Regions from separate parts of the Mus musculus genome. Here region 1 is linked to region 2. Evidence: chromatin contacts called from public HiChIP or PLAC-seq data. All regions are on one chromosome and are shown on one strand. The core of a region is the stretch at or near the end of the contact, and the rest is flanking DNA. Distances in the headings are between cores, read along the strand shown. Region 1 has its middle 26 kb from the start of Spry2. Region 2 has its middle 7.7 kb from the start of Mir6390.

Region 1 (4,505 bases), core at 986-3,485, 310 kb after region 2:
CAACCATTTACTGGGTTTTCAATGCTGAGCTGGGCAAGAGTGGGTTAGAAACTCCGAGCTGCACAGCACCCCGCTGAGAAGTTGCTTTGTCCTGGGCCCCTCTTTCACAACAGGGGAAAAGGTAATTGGCAGCCCGATTGTTTAGCCGGGACCCCTGCTGTTTTAGAATCCTGGAAGGCCCCAGTCACACGTTGTCAATAATGGCCCTCAGAGGTGAGGAGTGAAGGAGGGCTGTTCGGGAAACAGTTTGAGCCCTTCAAGTGGACAGGCCTCAGTGACTTCTGCGCTCTGCCTGCCACGGGCAGCTCATTCAAAAATAACCTTAAAGTAATAAATCAAACTCGTTTCCTGAACTATACAAGGAACAGCTGCTTATTTTTCCTCACTTTTTTTTTCAAAGCAGAGAGAGAGAGAGAGAGAGAGAGAGATTTCATTTTTTTCATTTTTTTTTTTTTTAACTACAGGAAACCAAGCATGTCAAAATTTGGCAAAGCAGTTTGGATGATTTAAAAGCTAAACACTCCTCTTTATAATGCTAGACGTCCATTGGCCTCCCCCCCCCCCCCACTTATTTAAACGTTTATTTTTGCAATCCGTTTGTTGCAACAAATGGCCCTTATCCGGTTCTCCCTGTTTTTGAAAGGAAGATGACGGGGGTGGGGGTGGGGTGGGGGTGGGGGCAGTTTCTAAAGCATTGGTCCATTGGCTCAATGATTTTACAGGTACCAGTTCTTTTCTAAGGTTCTGCAGCAATTTGATGGGGGCTTCGGATGTTACCGCATTTGTTTCTTCTGAGAGCCCGTTTTTTTTTTTTTTTTTTTTTTTTTTTTTGGAGTTTTGATGAGACCAGTAGTTTTTCTTCAGTCTCTTGATTTAGGAACTCCATGCTAGAGTCTTTGCCACCATAGAGGAGATCTTTTCTCTTCAGAAAAAACAATTTGCAACTTTTCAGTCTCTTTGGGGGTCCTTGTGTGTCTATCTTCCTCCTTGGATATGTTTACTCTCCAGATAAGAGCAGCTAGCCTCTGATTTCTTTGCCAATGATTAAACATCTGTAAGGGACACAGGATATAAAAAGAATTCTCTTCTGTAATGATTAGTGTGTTTCTTTGTTTTATAAATAGCTAGTATTGAGAAAAGGATCCATTTTTAATGAGAACCATAATAGAAGTTATTCTAAAAATTTTTAAAAATATGACAAGATATTTTCTAATAAATCATAGAATGCCTTCCTAGAAATTAGGGTTTTCATATCTTGTATACAATAAGAGTTAAGAAAGAAACATACTTTAGGGCCTCTGATTTTTACATACTATATATATTTCAAATCATTTAAACATAAGCAGCTCATCTTAAAATTAATTCTAAGGTTATTAATATCCCATTGTACAACATACCTTGATTACTATCATTGTTTAGAAGTATCGTTTGTCATGATTCAGTAGTAGAGGAGAAATGATGGATGGAGTAGTGGGATGTTTAGTGTCTAATTACCGATGAATTTCTTTTTCTTCCTGATTTGGTTAGAGGTTATCCGTGACTAGATGCTTGTCATGAAAGGCATGTCTACAGGAAGACGGTGAAATTCCGTTTGCAGTAGAATCACTGTTGTTGTATTTGCAGGGAAGTACACTGCTGTGGTAGCACAAATAAGTCAAAGTTTGTGCCACATGGTTAGGTCAGTGTACTTTGTACACTCACAGTGTCCCCCCGGACTGTTTTAACAGTGAGTTCAGCAGTGGGTGTGGTTTCCATATGAATAGCTCTTCCTCCTATGGCCGTTGTTCACTCTGAGACTGTTTGGATATAACTTCTCCTCAGGTTCAACATTTGAGGCTCAAATGTGATCTATCTAGGAGGAATTCTTGAGAACTGTATTAACATGTTTGAAAGAACTGGATTTACTGAACACACTACTGTGTCAGAAAGGATTCCTTGAACGCTTGGACGGTTTCTAAACATAGTTTATAAATAAGGATATAAATTATCTGTGAATTAACACACAAACGACTTGGAAATGTCGAGGGCTCTGTCGTCTAGATGACTCATTTCACCCCCATTGAGTCACAGCTTCCTCTTGCTAACAGATGCTTAGAAATGGACTGGTTCGGTGAATTTCAAAGCAGCTGGAACCTCCGTGGCCTTAGCATCTCCTTTTCTGGATCACTGCGGCCTCTGGGCCACATGTAGGGGTGAGCTAGGGAGAAAGGAGCTGTGCGCAGACTTGCCTCCTGGCCTCCTGCTTGGCTGCCACTCACACAGCTTGCCCCCAGAATGGACTTCCTGTGTTGTCAGTCTTACTCAGTATCTCACCAAGCACTCTTTGTCACTCAGCCTGAGACAGAAAGGGGCGAGATAACAAATCTAGACTGCTTGTGTTGATTTTGTGGATAACCTAAAGGGCTCTCGGGGGGGGGGGGGGGGGCCCACCTCTACTTCGGCAACAGCCTTTCCTGTGACATTGAGCCAGGCTTTGGACATCCCGTTCCTTGGTTTGTGTCAATGAGGAATGAGGACCGCGGTGCTGTGTCCTCTTACTTTATTACAAAGTGCAGTAACTCGAACATTTTTCTGAACATTGAAAGCCCTTAGCAAAGAAAACATAACGAAACGCAAATTACAACCACCACAAGAGACAGACGGTCTTTTCTGTTCTCAGGAGATGGGAAGGAAATCACAGCTCACTAATTACATTCTTTACCTCCAAAAAGAATATGTTGTAGTCATGTAAATAAGGTCTTCCCTTCCGTCATCCTTCCAGTTTCCCCTATTATTATTGTTGTTGTTATTGTTATTATTTGCCCACATCACCATCCTCTTCCTGCAGATTTCCTTCTTCTACGTGGGAGACCTTAACACTTATATGGGGTCAAAGTTCAACAGCAACTGGCATTAGTCAAGAACGTGTCTAGTAGGCACCGAGACAAATAAGGAGATCAACTGAGTGATGGGACTGCATAGCAAGTCATGGTGTGTTGGCTTCAGCAAATTCCCTGGGTTCAGAAATGAATTCACAGAGGTAGCGTTGGCAAGCAGGGTCTCTGGACTTTGGTGTCTTTATATCCTAGGATGCGTATTTATCCGGAGCTCTTTGCAAAGGGATTGGACAGGATGGAAACCATCGAGAAATTGAAAGATTCTTCCTGTTGTGTGGGAGAAAGTATCATATCTATACCTGTAGCCTTTACCTTCCTTTGGTTAAACAATGAAAGTAGGCTCAGTGCACCTGGGAGAGAAACACTGGATCATTCCATTGCATTAGAATTTATAAAATATTCCAAAAATTCGAGAATGTATTTTAATTTCACGTAACAAAAAAAATCCCCCTTTAAGCGGTTGAGTTTATTGCTGCTATCTTGTGTTATGAAGACACTAGCAATATCAATCGTGACTTAGAAATCAGTTTACCTCGTCTTCCTCATGACATCTCAGGAAGGGACCTGCACACGGGCTCCCCATGCATCACGCATGCGCACCGTTTCCATGTGGACCGCAGCACCTGCACGGCAGGGCTGAACTCCTGAGCTCTGCACAGGAAGTACTTATACTACGTGTCCTAACGTTGTGCTTATTTCATTTTTCCTCCCAAAGACGTTATTCGATATTGGGTAGGAAACACTCAGAGATGATCCACATAGGACATATATTCACATATACATATACTTTTTAAAAATAAGTTATAAGACACATTCCAGTCTGTTCATAATATGGATCAGAATAGAAGGTAGATTATTAACTTTGTAAGCATTTTTCCCCCGGGTTTGTTTCGCCTTTATACCAGACATGCATTACTTTTTTTTTTTTTTAACTAAAATGTGAATAAAGAAAATGTTTTGACACTTGTTCAATAAAAGTGACTTTTGAGACAATTTACCAGTGGCAAATAATATTTGTGATTTATCATTTTTGTCAATCATGATAAAGGATCTGAAAATCCAGGAGAAAAGGCTTTTTTTTTTTTTTTTTTTTTTTTAAAGGCACACATTCAAACCCACAATGGTTGTGCTCCCTCTGCTGGCTCTACTGGGACAGTTTGGGAGGATAGAATAATAGCAAAGAAAATTCTGATTTTTGTGTGTGTTTTACATATTGTTTTGACAGAGACGTTTCTCCTGACAGAAAGTTTTAGGTTAGTTGGTAACATTTCCCCTAATATTTAGTAGTGATGCTGAAGCAGGCCTAGATTACTGTCATATTTTAAGTGAATTTCCTTTCTTATGTTAAGTAGAGCATAAAATGTAGCAATTATTTCTCCCCCATATTTTCCTCTGTTTGGGTACAGTCTCACTATATAGGCCATGCTGGTCTCGGCCTCCTAAGTACTGGGATTACAGGTGTGTATCGCCATGCCCAGTTCAAAATACAACAATTTTATTTTGTTGAAAAAAATTTTTTTTTTGTTAAAGATAACCTTGTATAACTAGTTATTGATAATTTGGTGTTTTCATCATTCATTCCAGTGTGTGTGTGTGTGTGTGTGTGTGTGTGTGTGGTATATGAAGATG
Region 2 (3,958 bases), core at 201-2,700:
TCAATGAACAAAATATTTAAAGAAAGAAAGCCCTAGAATTAGACACCTCTGCCTCTGCCACCCCGGTGCTGAGCTTAAAGGCATGTGCCACAACTGTCTGCCTGGATTTTTCAATTTTTTTTTTTGGTAGAACAAGATTTTACTATTTTCAACTGTTAATATTCAACAAACAGAATAATTATTTTAAGATATATTACATTGTTATGTCTCCCTTTTCATTTCTGATTTTGTTCACTTGGACACTGTCTCTGTGCCCTCTGGTTAGTCTGGCTAAGGGTTCATCTATCTTGTTGATTTTCCAAAAGAACCAGCACCTGGTTTGGTTGATTCTTTGTACAGTTCTTTTGTTTCTATTCTGTTGATTTCAGCCCCGAGTTTGATTATTTCCTGCTGTCTACTCCTCTTGGGTGAATTTGCTTCTTTTTGTTCTAGAGCTTTCAGGTGTGCTGTCAAGCTGCTAGTGTAAGCTCTCTCCAGTTTCTTTTTGGAGACACTTAGAGCTATGAGTTTTTCTCTTACCACTGCTTTCATTGTGTCCCGAAAATGAGTTTTTGTGACTGAAAATGATTTTATCTTTATGCTGACAAACATTTGCTTTAAAGATAATTTAGTTACAGAAATTATTTGCAGAATGTCTAATAAATAACTTGTTATATATTTAAAATTCTAAGTTGCACTAATACCAGACAAGACTTCAATTACAATAGGATCTAAAAGTGAAGAATTATTATTCCCAAGAAAGTTGTAATAAATTCCTCTGCCCTCTAGCTCTGTAAATGTTCATAAGAAGGTCTTTTAAAACAGTACAATCTTCACTCTTCTACTCAGAAATTTCAAGCCGTTCTGTAAGGGATAGATCTATGTAATATTTAAATGCTCTGATTTGCATTTAAGTATTGCTGATTCTTAAAATTTGTTATGCTGCGCCAATGGAGAGTTTAATACATGTTAGATAATAATACTAAGGATATTTATACACATGGTCTTCAAGGAAAAATTTAGAAATTTAAAATTTTAGTTAGGAAGTATTTTTTTTTTCTGATGGACCAAGCTTATTGTTCCATCAAGCCAATTGCTCCTCCAAGTAATTTGCTAAGTAGTTTGATGTTGTTTATTGTAGCGCTCACACAATTTTCTTTCAATTTGGAGCTGCAAATTATTTGTTTCCTTAATATATTGTTTTAGTACTTTGAGACTTGTTAAAAGGACTTCAGAAAAAGATCAACTTAAGAAGAGGGACAAAAAAATCAAAAAGAGAAAAGTAGTTCTTAGGAAATAAGGAGAAAGGATGGGAAAACATCAAAAGAATCAAAAGGAGAGACAGAGTTGTCCACACGGTCAGGGAAGGAAACGGTTGCCTAGATCTGCTTTGGAGGGTTCTCCATGGCAGTAGCCCTGAAGCCCACAGGCCTTAGTTCTATGGTACCAAAGACAGCATTGAAAGATTCATGACCCTGCCCTGACTCACCAGCACTCCTGGCGTGAGCATTTTCCCTATTGTAGGTTTTATCTAATAGTGACTCTTGGCTGAGCTCCTTGTCTCGTTGATAAGAACATGCATGAGACCTCAGCATATTTAAACTTTAAGTGAGAAATGACTCTGGAAGGTACAATGAAATGTTCAATTGTTCAGTTGATGATTTTTTTTTTTAATTTACTACATGTCAGGAAAATTCTACATTTCTGAAAGTCAGTTAAAAAGTGTCTACAGCATGCATAGTATTCACTTCTGCCCGACATTCCACTGTGTACTGTCAATCAGCTTTTCCTGGGGAGATGTGAGGGAAGTGTTTGCTAACCACAATGCACCAATAAACCAGTGAGTCCACCCAAGTCCAGCGTGGGAAGCAGTGAGTTTATTGGGGGAAAGGTTACTTAGTAAATATGACTCAAAAGCAGCTGCATCACCAAGTTCCCACCCCATGGAGGAGATGACTCATGACAGTTACATCACCAGAGACCCACCCTCTGCCATCCTTTAACCTTTGCAAACTCTAAGACTTCCAAAGAGCAAGTGTAGCTGAGAGACAGGAGGCAGCCACAAAGGAATCTCAGATCGGGGAATGCTTACCTTCCTCCATGCCTTCTATAAAGGAAGATGAAAAACTTCACTATTACCATAGATATAGCTCTCATTGTAATTTTTATATTATTATTGTTTTTATTTGTTCCTTCATTATCATAACTGTATAGCCAAGGAGTTCTGTGGGTTACCTCAGCAATCTTTGCTCCATGATAGGGGTCACCATGCTAAGCCAGGGAAATATAAACAAGTGCCTGTGTCATTATATCCATATTACAAATGTTGTGAACACTCCACAAGCCTGACTCTTTTCACTTTATTTTTTTTCTTGTGGGAAGTGCATGTGTGAATTTATGTGGCTGTATGAACAAGTATGTTCAGGCTAGAAGTTGACAATGGATGTTCTAAGTTGAACCATGGAATGATTCCATGACTTTCCCAGGGTCACACAATTAGCTAAATGGTAGATCCATTAACAAGTTCGACCAGGAGGGAAAATACATTACACAATAGCTGAGGTATGATGAGGGACATAGTGGTGACATATGTAGATATTAACAGAGAGAAGTACCCATCACAGGGAATGAAGTACCATAGACAAGATCTTGGGAGAACAGAGAGAAATATTAGACAAGATGTTTTCTAGGCAGGGAAGAAAACGTAAGGCAAATCCCAGAAGACACAGATGAGGGGCTCAGGAAATGGCCCCATTGGGAAAGTGCCTGCTGTACAAGACTGAGGACTTGAGTTTAGATCCCCAGAACCCGCTAAGAACCTCTGTGACCTCTACTTCTGGTTCAGTGGTTGGTGGAGGGGACACAAGTTGAGCTCATTGGCCATTCAGCCTGCTCAGATCAGGGAATGGTATGTTCAGTTAGAGATCCTGTCTCAAGAAAATGACAATGATTGTCAACCTCTGGCCTGCACACACCTGTTCACATATCCACATGGATGCACACATGCTCTTCCCACATGTGCAAGAGAAAGAATAAAGAAGAAGGAGGCAGGCTCATGGAAAGGATAAAAATGTGTGTAGTGGGAAGTGTCTACGGAGTTGAGACCTGGAGGTGAGTGCCGTTCATGTACACCACCTAAGGGATGGTCGTTCATTAGAGAAACACTTACCTTCTTTTTAGTACAAGAATAAGTATGTTGCTTATTTTAAGCAGTTGGTTTTAAAGTTGAGTGAGACCCTGGATTTGAATCTTTGTCTCATCTAATATTCAGCAGTAGACAAATCACCCTGGTGAATTGCAATGCCTTGTCTGCTAAACAGGTTGGGAAATCCAATTCTCAATAGGATGCTAGGACAAGATGGGGTTAGAAGGTGTGCTTAAAAGAATGGGGATGCCCATAATATGCAGGGGGAATTAGAGAGAAGGGGAAGAAAATAGTGTGTGTTGAGGTTTATTTCAGTAATTCAGTAGTGACATGGTGATGGTCTGAAGCAGAGGTTCTCATGGGACAGAGAGAAGCCAATTTTCATTCTTGCCAGGGACAGTGGGCAGTTTTTGGGGGACTCTTTGGTCCCAATTGGGAACAGGTGATAGCGGTATTGCACAGGATCCAGAAATGCTGTAAAACTCTATAATATATAGAACATCTTCACAAGAATTATCCAGTCCAGTCTAGTATCAGTGTCACTGCTGACAAACATGGTCTAAGCATAGTGTCACTGATACTAGACTGGACTGGATAATTCTTGTGAAGATGTTCTATATATTATATAGAAGGGATAAAGATAACAGACTAAAGCAATGGTAACAAAGATGATGCAAAAGATCTGGGTAACCAACTTTCTGGAGAAGGTACTGTAGCTAAGAAATGTGGTCAAAGTCATTTCCTCTTGCATGTGTGGAAGAACTCAGGAGTGAATTACTTATGGAGTGGATGAGTATGGAAATAAATAAATGAGTGCTTATCAGATGCATACTC

Evidence for each region. HiChIP or PLAC-seq counts read pairs in DNA pulled down with a chosen protein or histone mark.
Region 1: a contact with region 2 is called in an HNF4G HiChIP or PLAC-seq map of pancreatic cancer cells. The contact joins two enhancer-like sites. A contact is called at or near these places in 3 of 115 datasets of contacts at active chromatin or transcription factors (acute myeloid leukemia, embryonic stem cells and pancreatic cancer cells).

The regions. Positions count from the first base shown.
Region 1 is chr14:105,920,911-105,925,415 of GRCm38.p6, forward strand. No RefSeq gene overlaps it. Among named protein-coding and RNA genes, the nearest start is that of Spry2, 26 kb to the left of the region's middle. Within about 2 kb of position 2,236, at least 135 of the 459 cell types and tissues checked have an H3K27ac peak or open chromatin away from gene starts, as enhancers often do. A contact at or near this core is called in pancreatic cancer cells, where this site is marked.
Region 2 is chr14:105,614,106-105,618,063 of GRCm38.p6, forward strand. No RefSeq gene overlaps it. Among named protein-coding and RNA genes, the nearest start is that of Mir6390, 7.7 kb to the right of the region's middle. Within about 2 kb of position 1,451, at least 59 of the 459 cell types and tissues checked have an H3K27ac peak or open chromatin away from gene starts, as enhancers often do. A contact at or near this core is called in pancreatic cancer cells, where this site is marked.